2 separate regions of the Astyanax mexicanus genome follow, and region 1 is linked to region 2. A link is a contact called in public Hi-C data. All regions are on one chromosome and are shown on one strand. The core of a region is the stretch at or near the end of the contact, and the rest is flanking DNA. Distances in the headings are between cores, read along the strand shown.

The links. A called contact is a pair of places that touch in the nucleus more often than the background predicts.
Region 1: a contact with region 2 is called in a Hi-C map of blood, with 6 times the contacts expected there. The contact joins the enhancer-like site here to the promoter of prrc2b in region 2. A contact is called at or near these places in 2 of 3 Hi-C or Micro-C datasets (blood and muscle).

What each region holds. Positions count from the first base shown.
Region 1 is chr1:3,788,525-3,794,668 of AstMex3_surface, reverse strand. nup214 (nucleoporin 214) reads left to right here. Exons shown (of 36, transcript XM_049465811.1): 20 at 110-195; 21 at 457-540; 22 at 2,078-2,323; 23 at 4,160-4,309; 24 at 5,897-6,002. Among protein-coding and RNA genes, the nearest start is that of nup214, 40 kb to the left of the region's middle. Within about 2 kb of position 4,233, the one cell type or tissue checked has an H3K27ac peak away from gene starts, as active enhancers do.
Region 2 is chr1:3,655,363-3,661,744 of AstMex3_surface, reverse strand. It overlaps prrc2b (proline-rich coiled-coil 2B), which reads left to right and starts at 3,650. Exons shown (of 31, transcript XM_049465788.1): 1 at 3,650-3,819.

The sequences.
Region 1 (6,144 bases), core at 2,984-5,483, 130 kb before region 2:
ACAGAATATTGTTGGGATTTATCCATTTTTTGTGGTCTTCTTTTACTAAAACATATATAAAACAGTTAAGTGCTGATATCATATAATGAAATCTGTTGTTTTTCTGTAGTTTGGACAGTGAGCTGGAGAGTCTGAGGAACGCCCTGGTGAAGGCCAGCCTGGAGACCGCCCCTAAAGCTCCTTCAAAATCACCATGTAAGATAAATTACACAGTATATATTTTATTTACTAATATATAATACATGTTGAAAGGCATGAAACCAGTTACAGTTCCTATACTGTGCACTAGAGGGGGCTGTAGTATTGTTTTTTAATTGCACTTTGGTTCTCTGTGTTAATCTTTGTGATGATGCACCTAATAAATGAGAAAACAATAGAATTAAAGAAGAAATTAGAGTATGAGGCCTTATATATAATTAAGTGTATAATATTAAAAGTGAGTGTTCTGTGTTTCAGCTAAGATGACTCCTGTGAAACAGTCTCAGCTGAGGAACTTCCTGTCTAAGCGTCAGACTCCACCTGTCCGCTCTACTGCTCCAGGTACCTCAACACTAAACACTTTATAGTAATCAGTACGTACAGCCTCAATTGGACGTATTTTTAAAGGTTCTGCTTTGTAAATTACTGTAATTTTTCGCACTATAAGGTGCACTGGATTATAAAGCGCATTTTAAGTGACACTAGTAAGGAACAGTGGTGTTGCCATGCCATAAGATAATCTAAATAAACAAAACTGTAATTCTTAAAAAAAAAAAATATATATATATATATATATATATATATATATTTTAAAGTTAATCGAGCGCTGCATGTTAATCTACACAGATTTCTCTACTGAAAACTGTTATTTGGGTGGGTAAAGCACTTTTGTTTATTTAGAGATTTACAGTAGGCTTAGATTTCCACATTTCTGCTAAGGCTGGGTGCAGCATCATTAGCATTAACTTTAGCAGCTAACTGCTACACTGAGGAACTCTTGAGTGTTCCGGTAAGCCAGGACGATATTAGCTAGCGGTTCGTCTCATGTAGCTTGTTTTAACACAGTAAACATGCAAACTACAATCCAATATACTTACCTCTGAATGGTGATAGAGCTAGCGCTTAGCCCGATTGGCAGCTAATGCTAATGATTGTCCAGCAGTGCTAGCAGGGGTTAGCAGAAGGCTACAGCCTGAAAATACTCACCTCTGAAAGGCATAAGAGCTAGCGCTTAGCGCAGTAAGCGGCTAATGCTAAGGCTGCTCAAGCAGTGCTAGCAGCAGTTAACAGCAAGCTACAGTGCGATAACATTAGTGTGTAAGAAATAGCCTTTCCAGGTTATTGAGTGTGGAATATGGAGCTAGATAAGCTTTTATTTCCTCTATAATTCCACATGTTTTTCTTTACAGTTTGTATAACTGTAGTATTACCATATCTTTTGCACTATAAGGTACATTTAAAATCCTTAAATTTCACCTTCGCCTCTAAATGGTAAAAGAGCTAGTGCTTAGCGCAATTAGTAGCTAATGCTAATTCTGCTCCAGCAGTGCTAGCTGGGGTTAGCAGCAGGCTACATGGTAAAAGTGCTAAATGGTAAAAGAGCTAGTGCTTAGCGCAATAAGTAGCTAATGCTAATTCTGCTCCAGCAGTGCTAGCTGGGGTTAGCAGCAGGCTACAGCCTGAAAATACTCACCTCTGAACGATGAAAGAGCTAGCGTTTAGCGCAGTTAGCAACTAATGCTAATACAGCTCCAGTCTCGGTGCTGAAGAACTAAACTGAAACTCCTGTATAATTCTGTACTTCAGCAGAGTGGCTTTACTGCTCCTTAATACCTGACTGGTAGAATTCATACATAAGGTGCACCTGACGATGTAAAGTGAAATTTAAGGATTTTAAATGCACCTTATAGTGCAAAAGACATGGTAATACTAAAGTTACACAAACTGTGAAGAAATACATGTGGAATTATAGAGGAAATAAAAGCTTATCTAGCTCCATATTCCACACTCAATAACCTGGAAAGGCTATTTCTTACACACTAATGTCGTAGAGCTCTCAAAATATACATTATTAAAAATCATTTTGTTTTTTTCTCAGCCAATCTGTCGCGCTCTGCATTCCTCTCGCCCAAGTACTACGAGGATCTGGACGACGTCAGCTCCACCTCGTCTCTGTCTCAGTCTCAGGAGCCCGAGGAGCCGCTGGCACTCGCTGAGGAGGAGGAGGAGGAGGAGGAGCTACCGGCCATCCCGGTGCTGACCCCACGCCACCCCGCAGTGGTCCGCACCGCCTCCATCCAGCCCGGCTTCCCCATGCAGCCCTCGCCCTTCAGCAGAGTGCAGAGTTAGTACAGTTCTCTATCATTAAATAATAATAATAATAATAATAATATGAGTTAGAATAGTCTCTTTATTCTTATTATTGAATCATTAACACTGATCTTAACTGAGGCGAGTGAGATCCTGCAGTTCTTTAAATGTAGTTCTGGGTTCTTTTTTATGGGCCTCCTGGATGAGTTCTTCATGCCCTTTTGGAGTAATTTTGTTCGGTGGGCCGGTCACTCCTGGGAAGGTTCACCAGTGTTCCATTTTAGTGTTTTCTCTATTAGTGAATAATAGTGAATCACTGTGGTTCTCTGGAGTCCCAAAGCTTTAAAAAAATGACATCATAACCTTTTCCAGACTGAAAAGTTGATCAAATGTGATTAATCACAGTTAATTAATGGGGTGGCAAACACCTTTTCACCACACAGGGTTAGATCGGTTTGGATGTTTTTTTTTTTAAAGTGTTTTTATATTTAATCAGGTTATATTTGCCAGATATTAAAGTTTATTTAATAATCTTGACAAATGTAGGTATGACAAAAATGCAAATATCCCCTCCATCTGCGTCAACCTCTCTCACAAGATAGCACCTCACAATATATACATGTGTGTGTTTGTGTTCCTAGTCCGCCCTTTGAACTAAAACTTCATAATTCGTTTACACACTGCTGTCCCATAAATTTTGGCATGTCATATTAGACAGACAGACAGATAGAGACTTTATTGATCCCAGAGGAAAATTTTGGACATCCAGTATTAGGAAAACTGATTAGGTCAGATTAGGGTATATCAGTAATTATCATGTGATTTTTTTTTTAGCATTAGGTATTTGCTCATATTTAACATTTAGTTGATATTTATTAGTAAGACAAGCCAAACGCATGATCCACCCACCCCCATGCTTAACAGTTGGAAAGGTGTTGTCTACATTAAATTCTGCACCATATTTTTCTTTTTACTTACTGCAGCCAAATTCCTATTTTTCAGGATCTCTGTTTCTTTAAAAAAAATCTTAAAATGTTATTAAGCTAAAAAAATGTTTTTTTTTTTTTTTTTTAAATTTGCCTTAAAATGTCTTAAATCCATCTCTCAAATGAGTGTGTGGAATGGCTACAGGAGTTAAATTTCCAAACAATGGATTGAGTTTTCTGTCTCAGACGCGAAGCTTACATGGGTTGCCAGATTGACACACAGTGGCAAACGACAATAAGTCTTAGCTCATTGTACGAAGCTGATCAGTGAACATATATGTTTGCAATGTCCAAAATGCATGTCTTTACTACGCTAGTGGTGGTCTTAAATTACTTGGGTATGGTTAGTAAACCTTACTGAAGCCCAGTGATTACCTGTTCAGCCGGTTTGTATGCTGTTATGTTCTATACCTGGTAATCTTGGGTGTGGAAATCTAAAACTGTCTAAAACGGACACAGAGTTCTGTAACATACTACGGATTTCTAGTAAGAAAATACTGGCTGAAGCTCTGCTGACAACAGCCGTCAGTGCTTTAAACATTCTAATTAAGTTATGAGTTATGATACGGTAAAAATGCTATAAAGCAATTAAAAATGTAGGAAATGATTTAAAATGCATCAGCAGATTCTTAAAAGCTCCTTTTTAAATATTTATTATTTATAGGACGCTGGTATTCATAATTTTTTTGCTGCTCATCTAATAGTTAAACAATATTCTGTATTCTGATATCTTCAAAATGCTTAATAAAGTGTATTAAAGTAGATAAATAAAATAATTCTCCTGCAAATCCATAATGTGAGCAGTTATGCCCTTGGGTGAGTTGTTGTGGCATGAGCCTCTTCTGTTTTGTGAAAGACTGACGTTTGTATCTCTCTTTCTGAAGTGCCTCCCAAGATAAGTATGGACAGCGCTGACAGCACCATCCTGGCAACCAAGACGGTGAAGCACGGACCTCCGCCCACCACCGCTATCCCCGCCGCCCAGGCTGCAGGCCTGGCAGCTCTGACCAGACAGAGGAACAGCGAGAGACCTGGTAAAAAAAAACATTGTAGCGCATTATAGAGCGCCCTCTACGCTTCCTGTAGTGTGTTACAATCTGTCACAATGAGTGTGAGGATCATATGAACATTATAGATCACTATAGAGTGCCCCCTACGCTTTCTGTAGTGTATTACATTCTGTCAGAATGAGCATGTGGATCATTTAAACATTAAAGAGCTCCCTCTATGCTTCCTATAGTATATTACAGTCTGTCAGAATAAGCAGGTGAATCATATGAACATTATAGAGCTCCCTCTATGCTTCCTGTAGTGTATTACAGTCTATCAGAATGAGCATGTGGCTCATATAAACATTATAGAGCATTATAGAGCGCCCCCTACACTTCCTGTAGTGTATTACAGTCTGTCAGAATGAGCGTGTTGTGGATCATATGAACATTATAGAGCATTATAAAGCGCCCCCTACACTTCCTGTAGTGTATTACAGTCTGTCAGAATGAGCGTGTTGTGGATCATATGAACATTATAGCGCATTATAAAGCGCCCCCTATGCTTCCTGTAGTGTATTACAGTCTGTCAGAATGAGCGTCTGGATCATATGAACATTATAGGGCATTATAGAGTGCCCTCTATGCTTTCTGTAGTGTATTACAGTCGGTCAGAATGAGCGTGTTGTGGATCTTTAAAACATTATAGAGCATTATAGAGCGCCCCCTATATGTCCTGTAGTGTATTACTGTCTATTTGAATGAGCGTGTGAATCATATGAACATTATAGATCATTATAGAGCTCCCATTATGCTTCCTGTAGTGTATTACAATCTGTCAGAATGAGCGTGTTGTGGATCATTAAAACATTATAGAGCATTATAGAGCGCCCCCTATATGTCCTGTAGTGTATTACAGTCTGTCAGAATGAGCGTGAGGATCATATAAACGTTATAGAGCATTATGGAGCGCCCCCTATGTTTCCTGTAGTGTATTACAGTCTGTCAGAATGAGCGAGAGGATCATATAAACCTTATAGAGCATTATAGAGCGCCCCCTATGCTTTCTGTAGTGTATTACAGTCGGTCAGAATGAGCGTGTTGTGGATCTTTAAAACATTATAGAGCATTATAGAGCGCCCCCTATATGTCCTGTAGTGTATTACTGTCTATTTGAATGAGCGTGTGAATCATATGAACATTATAGATCATTATAGAGCTCCCATTATGCTTCCTGTAGTGTATTACAATCTGTCAGAATGAGCGTGTTGTGGATCATTAAAACATTATAGAGCATTATAGAGCGCCCCCTATATGTCCTGTAGTGTATTACAGTCTGTCAGAATGAGCGTGAGGATCATATAAACGTTATAGAGCATTATGGAGCGCCCCCTATGTTTCCTGTAGTGTATTACAGTCTGTCAGAATGAGCGAGAGGATCATATAAACCTTATAGAGCATTATAGAGCGCCCCCTATGCTTTCTGTAGTGTATTACAGTCGGTCAGAATGAGCATGTGGATCATGTGAACATTATAGAGCACCCCTATTTGATATACTATAAACTGATGTTATATATTTAAAACCTGTATTTGTGTTTACTGGATAATAATGAATCTGTATTGTGTTGCAGCACCAACGTCTCTGAACGAGTCGACTCTGAAGAACGTTCCTCAGGTGGTGAACGTGCAGGAGCTGAAGGATAAAGGTCCACCCATGCCTGTTTCTACAGTCATCAGGTCTGTGCTTTTTATCACCATAGTAACTACAGTGCCCATTTTTAGAATTAAAATATTATATAAGACCAAAAGTCCTGCTGGAAAATGAAATCCAGCATCTCCATAGAAGTTGTCATCAGCAGAGGGAAGCATGAAGTGCTGT
Region 2 (6,382 bases), core at 2,401-4,900:
TGGATAGTTCTTTTCTCTTAATAAATAAAATAATAATTCATATTTATTTAGGTTATATTTGTCTGATATAAAAGTATATTACATCTCTCTCTCTCTCTGTATTGTTCATGTGAAGCAGGGTGTTTGTGAGTACTAGTGAATATTGTAGGCTGGCAGAGAGAGTTGGCAGTGCTGTCAGAGCTGCAGAGGTGTGTGTGTGTGTGTGTGTGTGTGTGTGTTTGTCTCATACACTCAGGCCTGTAGAGATTAAACCATACGTGTCATGCACAGCTGTGTGGACGTCCCTGATACTGTAATCTAACACTGGGCAGACGGTCGCTTTATCTACACTGTAAGTGTGTGTGTGTGTGTGTGTGTGTGTGTTCTCCAGCAACAAACAAACAAACCTAGTTTCCCTCCCCCCTCGTCACATTACCCTCACAATTAGCACAATCGGTTCATTTAAGGTTATACTCTGAATAGTTATTGAAATATTTAACATTTTATCTTTATTTCATTTATTCCTATACTATTCCTATGCACTTCATTCCTACACATTTCAGAGAAAGTAAAGCCAAATTCATCACTTTGTAATGTAAGGTGATGAACTGTTTCAGGTGTTATCTTGTCCCTTTCATCCTGCAAACAAGAAGGTGCATCCAACGTCTTCGAAAGGTGCAACTGCAGGATCGTCATTGTCTTGCTGATTGTTTCACAATTCTCCACACAGTTCAGTACCTGTATCACCTTCTAGTTCCACAGCCAGGCCTTTCTAATGTGTGCAGCATGTGGTTTAGCATTGTCTTTTAGATGTTTCTAATAAAGTGGCCAGGGAGTATAAGGTAGCAAAAGGTAGTATACAGTAGCTTGCAAAATAATTCATACCCCTTGAACTTTCTACATTTTATTGAGATTTTTCTTTGTTCCTGCAGAAGAAAAGCATCTCCACAGCATGATGCTGCCACCACCATGTTTCACAGTGGGGATGGTGTGTTCACGATTATGAGCCTTTTTTTTTACCACATATATAGCACTTTGCATTTCAACTTTGGTCTATAGTTACTTATATAGTTGTAAAGCTACTTATAGTTGTCCTGTAGACAGATTCTCCTGATTCACCTGAGCTGTGGATCTCTGCAGCTCCTCCAGAGTGATCATGGGCCTCTCGGCTGCTGCTTCTCTGAGCAGTGCTCTCCTTGCTGGATCTGTCAGTTTGGGTGGATTATGGCCATGTCTTGGTAGGTTTGTAGAACACTTTTTCTGGTTTCATTTTTGGATGATGGATTGTGGAACAGAGCTCCTTGTGATGCTCAATGCTTGGGATATGTGCTGTATTTATACTAAAACTAAATTACACACAGCTGGATTAACTCTATTAACTCATTAAGTTAAGACGATTGATTGCACTGGATTTTATTAAGTGGTTTCAGAGTAAAGGGGGGCTGAATACTTTTTAGATTTTTATTTGATTAACATTTAAAAAAAAAATGTATAATTTTTATTCCACTGCACAATTATGTGCTACTTTGTGTTGGTTTATCACTTAAAATCTCAATTAAAAAATATTTAAGTTTGTGGATGTAAGATAAGGTGAAGTTAAAAGGTTCAAGGGGTATGAATACTTTTGCAAGCCACGGTAGTAGGTGTTTCTAATAAAGTGGCCATCAGTGAGTGGAAGCACAAGGTAGCATATAGTACGTGCTTCCAATAAAGTGGCCAGTGGGAGGAAACACAAGAAAGTGCAGTAGGTGTTTCCAATAAAGTGGCCAATAAGAGTGGAAGAACAAGGTAGTATAGTATGTGTTTCCAATAAAGTGGCCAGTGAGTGGAAGCACAAGGTAGTATAGTAGGTGTTTCCAATAAAGTGGCCCCCAGTGAGTGAAAGCACAAGGTAGTATAGTAGTAGGTGTTTCCAATAAAGTGGCCGGTGAGTGAAAGCACAAGGTCGTATTAGTAGTAGGTGTTTCCATTAAAGTGGCCAGTGAGTGGAAGTACAAGGTAGCATATAGTATGTGTTTCCAATAAAGTGGCCAAAGTGAGTGGAAGCACAAGATATTATAGTAAATTACATAGTAGGTGTTTCTAATAAAGTGGCCACAGTAAGTGGACACATAAGGTAGTATAGCAGGTGTTTCCAATAAAGTGGCCAAAGTGAGTGGAAGCACAAGGTAGTGTAGTAGTAGGTGTTTCTAATAAAGTGGCCAGTAAGTAAAAGCACAAGGTAGTATAGTAGGTGTTTCTAATAAAGTGGCCACAGTAAGTGGACACATAAGGTAGTATAGCAGGTGTTTCCAATAAAGTGGCCATCAGTGAGTGGAAGTACAAGGTAGTATAGTAGTAGGTGTTTTCAATAAAGTGGCCACAGTGAGTGGAAGCACAAGGTAATATAGTAGATGTTTCCAATAAAGTGGCCAGTGAGTGTGTTAGAAACACATGTTTAGCTCATTATTCAGTAAATATATTTTGTTTAGTGGAGTCCAGCAGAGTTTCTCTTCTCTCTCCATCAGAACCAGCCCTTTCCTGAGGACCACTCATCCCTCTATCCTCTTCACCTCCTCTTCATCACTCCATTCACTCAGGATCTGCAGCAGACAGGATTCATTATATAAAGAAATTATCATTTTAATATCATACAGACTGATTTATTGCAGATGATCCATTCTGCTGCATCATAGCAAATTATTAACATGACATATAAATATAATTCATATTTAATACATAGGTTGTTTAATTTACTGTATAATATTTATTATTATTTTACAGACTCTCACCGGCCACTTTATTAGAAACCATAGTGCTGGATTTGTGCACAAGATTAAAAAACACCATAGCTTGCCAATGGTGCCACCTAGTGGAGCATTAAAGCTAACACATGTAGTTCCCGGCTTTTACAAGCATCTATGGCATCTAGTCGGTCATGTATTTCAGTACATCAAGCAGTGTTTTTATTCTATTTTAATTAGAATACGACTCTATAGAGCAGATACTCAACTCAACCCAACTCAACCCAAACCAACACAACCAAACCCAATCCCAATCAAACCCAATTTAACACAGCTCAACTCAACCCAAACCAATGGAATCAAACCCAACTCAAAACAGCTCAACTCAACCCAAACCAATGCGAACAGACACAACTCAACCCAAACTAACACAATCAAACCCAACTCAACACAGTTCAACTTAACCCAAACCAAACACAATCAAACCCAACTCAACACAGCTCAACTTAACCCAAACCAAACACAATAAAATCCAACTCAACACAACAAACCCAACTGAACACAACAAACCCAGCTAAAACCAACGCAACAAAAAAAACAATTAAACTAACCCCCTAAAAAAACACCAACTCAACACAGCCCAATGAAAAACAACCCAAAAAAAACCCAACCCAACCCAAACCAACCTCAACACAACAAACCCAACTCAACACAGCTCAACTCATCCCAAAGCAATGTAATCAAACCCAGCTCAACCCACCATCAGAGGGTTTGTGGAGTCAAAACATCCCTATCCATCCATCTATCCATACATCTCTATCTATCCATCCATCCATCCATCCATCCACCCAAAAAAAACAGAAAACACTACAAAATGTAATATAAATCACTGCGTGTGTAATACCAGGACGCGCCTGTAGCGGTCGCAGTTTGACACACACTCTCGCCCCAACGTCATATCCGACAGCAGGCCGTGTGTGGCAACACAAGTAAACGGCGAGCAGATTAAAGAAACACAGAATCGGCCGCAGAATCTCCATCCATCCTTCCAGATTCCGCGCGCAGGTGGACTAAATCCGCACCATCGGGCACACACAAGAGTTTCCCCGTTGAATCGGTGAGTTATCGGCGCGGTCCGGGCGAAAATAGTGCCTTTATTTTTAATCTGAATCTCCGCTGCCCCCCTTGACTCGGACTGTGGCTTTGTTCTGGCGCTGCAGCCATTTTTAATCTCCACTGCTTCTTTATGCGCCCCTGTAGCTGAGAGAGGCTGCGGGTTATTCACGTTTCTACGGGTTTAACACACGTATTATGAGTGTGCACAGATTTACAGCACTAGAGAAATGAATCTATTAAGTTATATAGGTGTACAAATTTCGGTGTGAAATTCAGTGTTATAGCATATATGTTATAACCTAAGGTCTGCAGGCTGAGCTCATCTCATCCCTAGTTATTATTTTATTTAATTTTTTGACTTATTACAATAATGGCACATTTTTAACATAAATTAGTATTACATGCTTTGATACCCGTTTTTAGCCTGTAAAAAAACAATGTCCTGCGTTTCTAAGCTTTACAATTCCTTCTAAATGCTTTAACCTGCTTCAATATAGAGATCTGTTCCGATCCAGATCCAGAAAGTAAAAATCCAGCTCCAGGATTTAGTTTCATTTGCCTGGGCGCCTGTGCAGCAGCCGAGCAGCAGCACAACCGCCCAGGCAGTTGAAACAAAATCCTGGAGCTGGATTTTTACCTTCTGGATCTAGATCGACGGATTTCTATTTTCTGGACCTGAATCACCTACTTACAGCTATTTATACACATTTCCTAAACGAATACACCCATTTTAGCTGTTATTCATATTTAGACGCACTTTTAACACCTTTTAAAAACCACATTTGACCATATTACAGCTTTATTTCGACTAGAATCTTAAACGCCAAACCAAAGCGGAAAAATCCGCCTATGCTAAGCTAACCTAAGGTTAGAGATGTTTACCTTTAAAGCTATGCTAAGCTAACTTGTTAAATACGTTTAAATTTGATATAATTCGCTAAAATTCGGCATTTTCGACTTATTATCCTGTGAAAAAATGAATTAAGTATTAACTCAAGTGGTTAAATGTGTGAGAGGATCTGAATATAACACACACAAAACGCTGCAAAGCGAATTTAGCCAATTTAGCCGTTAGCATAACGTTACCGTTTTTTTTCTCCTCAGACGTTTTCTTTAGGTGTAATAAATACCAAAATCTACAATCACATTGAGTTTAAACGTCTATTAGACCTTGAAAATACTTCTCTAATGTCAAAATATCGCTTCGTGGTCTGCTAAAAACGACTGGGCTTTTGAAAAACACAATACTGCAGATGTTTTGTGCTGTTTTATGCTGCTCTCATTGTATTTTAATGTGTAGCAACGTTAAATGAATGAATTCGATTTAAAGATCTGATTAATTAGTTGTGTGAACAAATACGAAATACTGTTTTTTAAAAACAGTTTTAAAAGGTCATTCTGCTCCCTATTTGAAGATGATTTTTTTAAACGGTAATGCTGCTGTGTTGCACACATTGTATTGTATTTTATCGTGCTCAATGTGTGGTAAATGAATGAATTCGATTTAAAATTCTGTTTAATTTAGTTGAGTGAACACAGGAACAATCCTACCTTTTCCCCAGTAAGTAGATGAATGGATGGATTCATTTTAATTCAGATGTTGGCTGCTGCTCATTGTATTTTAGTATATGTGGTAAATGAATTAATTTGATTTAAATATCGGATTAATTCATTCTGTGAACAGAGACAATCCTATTTATCAGGTTTAAGAAATCATTCTGCTCCCTATATGTAAAGAGGATGTATTTTGGCTTTAAAATTATAATGCTGATGCCTTATGCTGACCTTATACCTAACATTTTCTTTAAGTTTAATAAAAAACAAAATCTAGCTACACCAGGTTTAAACCTTTATTAGATAAAAACAAAATCTAGCTACACCAAGTTTAAACCTTTATTAGATCTTGAAATTACTTATATAATGTTAAAATGTTGTGTTGTGGTCTTCTAAAAACAGCTGGGTTTTTGAAAACCACACAATAACGCAGATGTTTTGTGATTTTTTTTTTGTTTGTTTTATGCTGCTCCCATTGTGTTTTAGTGTGTGGTGAATGATTGAATGAATTTAAAGATCTAATTAATTAGTTGTGTGTGAACACAAAGGCAGTCGTGCTCGCTACCTAATAATGGTGTATTTTGGCTTTTATAAACAATGAGGCTGGTGTTTGGTGCCCATTGTGTTTGTGTGAACGAATGAATTCGGTTTAAAGATCTGATTAATTTAGTTGTGTGAATGCAGAAACAATTCTGTATTTAGATGTATGGTGGATAGATGAATGGATGGATGGATAGAATTTAATTCAGATGTTTGGTGCTGCTCATTGTGTTTTAGTGTGTGGTACATGAACAAATTTGATTTAAAGATCCTATTAATTTGGTTGTGTGTGTGAACAGACAATCCTGTTTGTTTTGTAAAACAGTTTTAAAGAGGTTGTTCTGATCCTTATCTGAAGATGTTTTGTTTCTTTTGTTTTTAAATAATGCAGTTGTTTTATGATTGGATTGTATTTTAGTGTATGGTAAATGAATGAATTCGACTTCGAGATCTCATTAATTTAGTTGTAT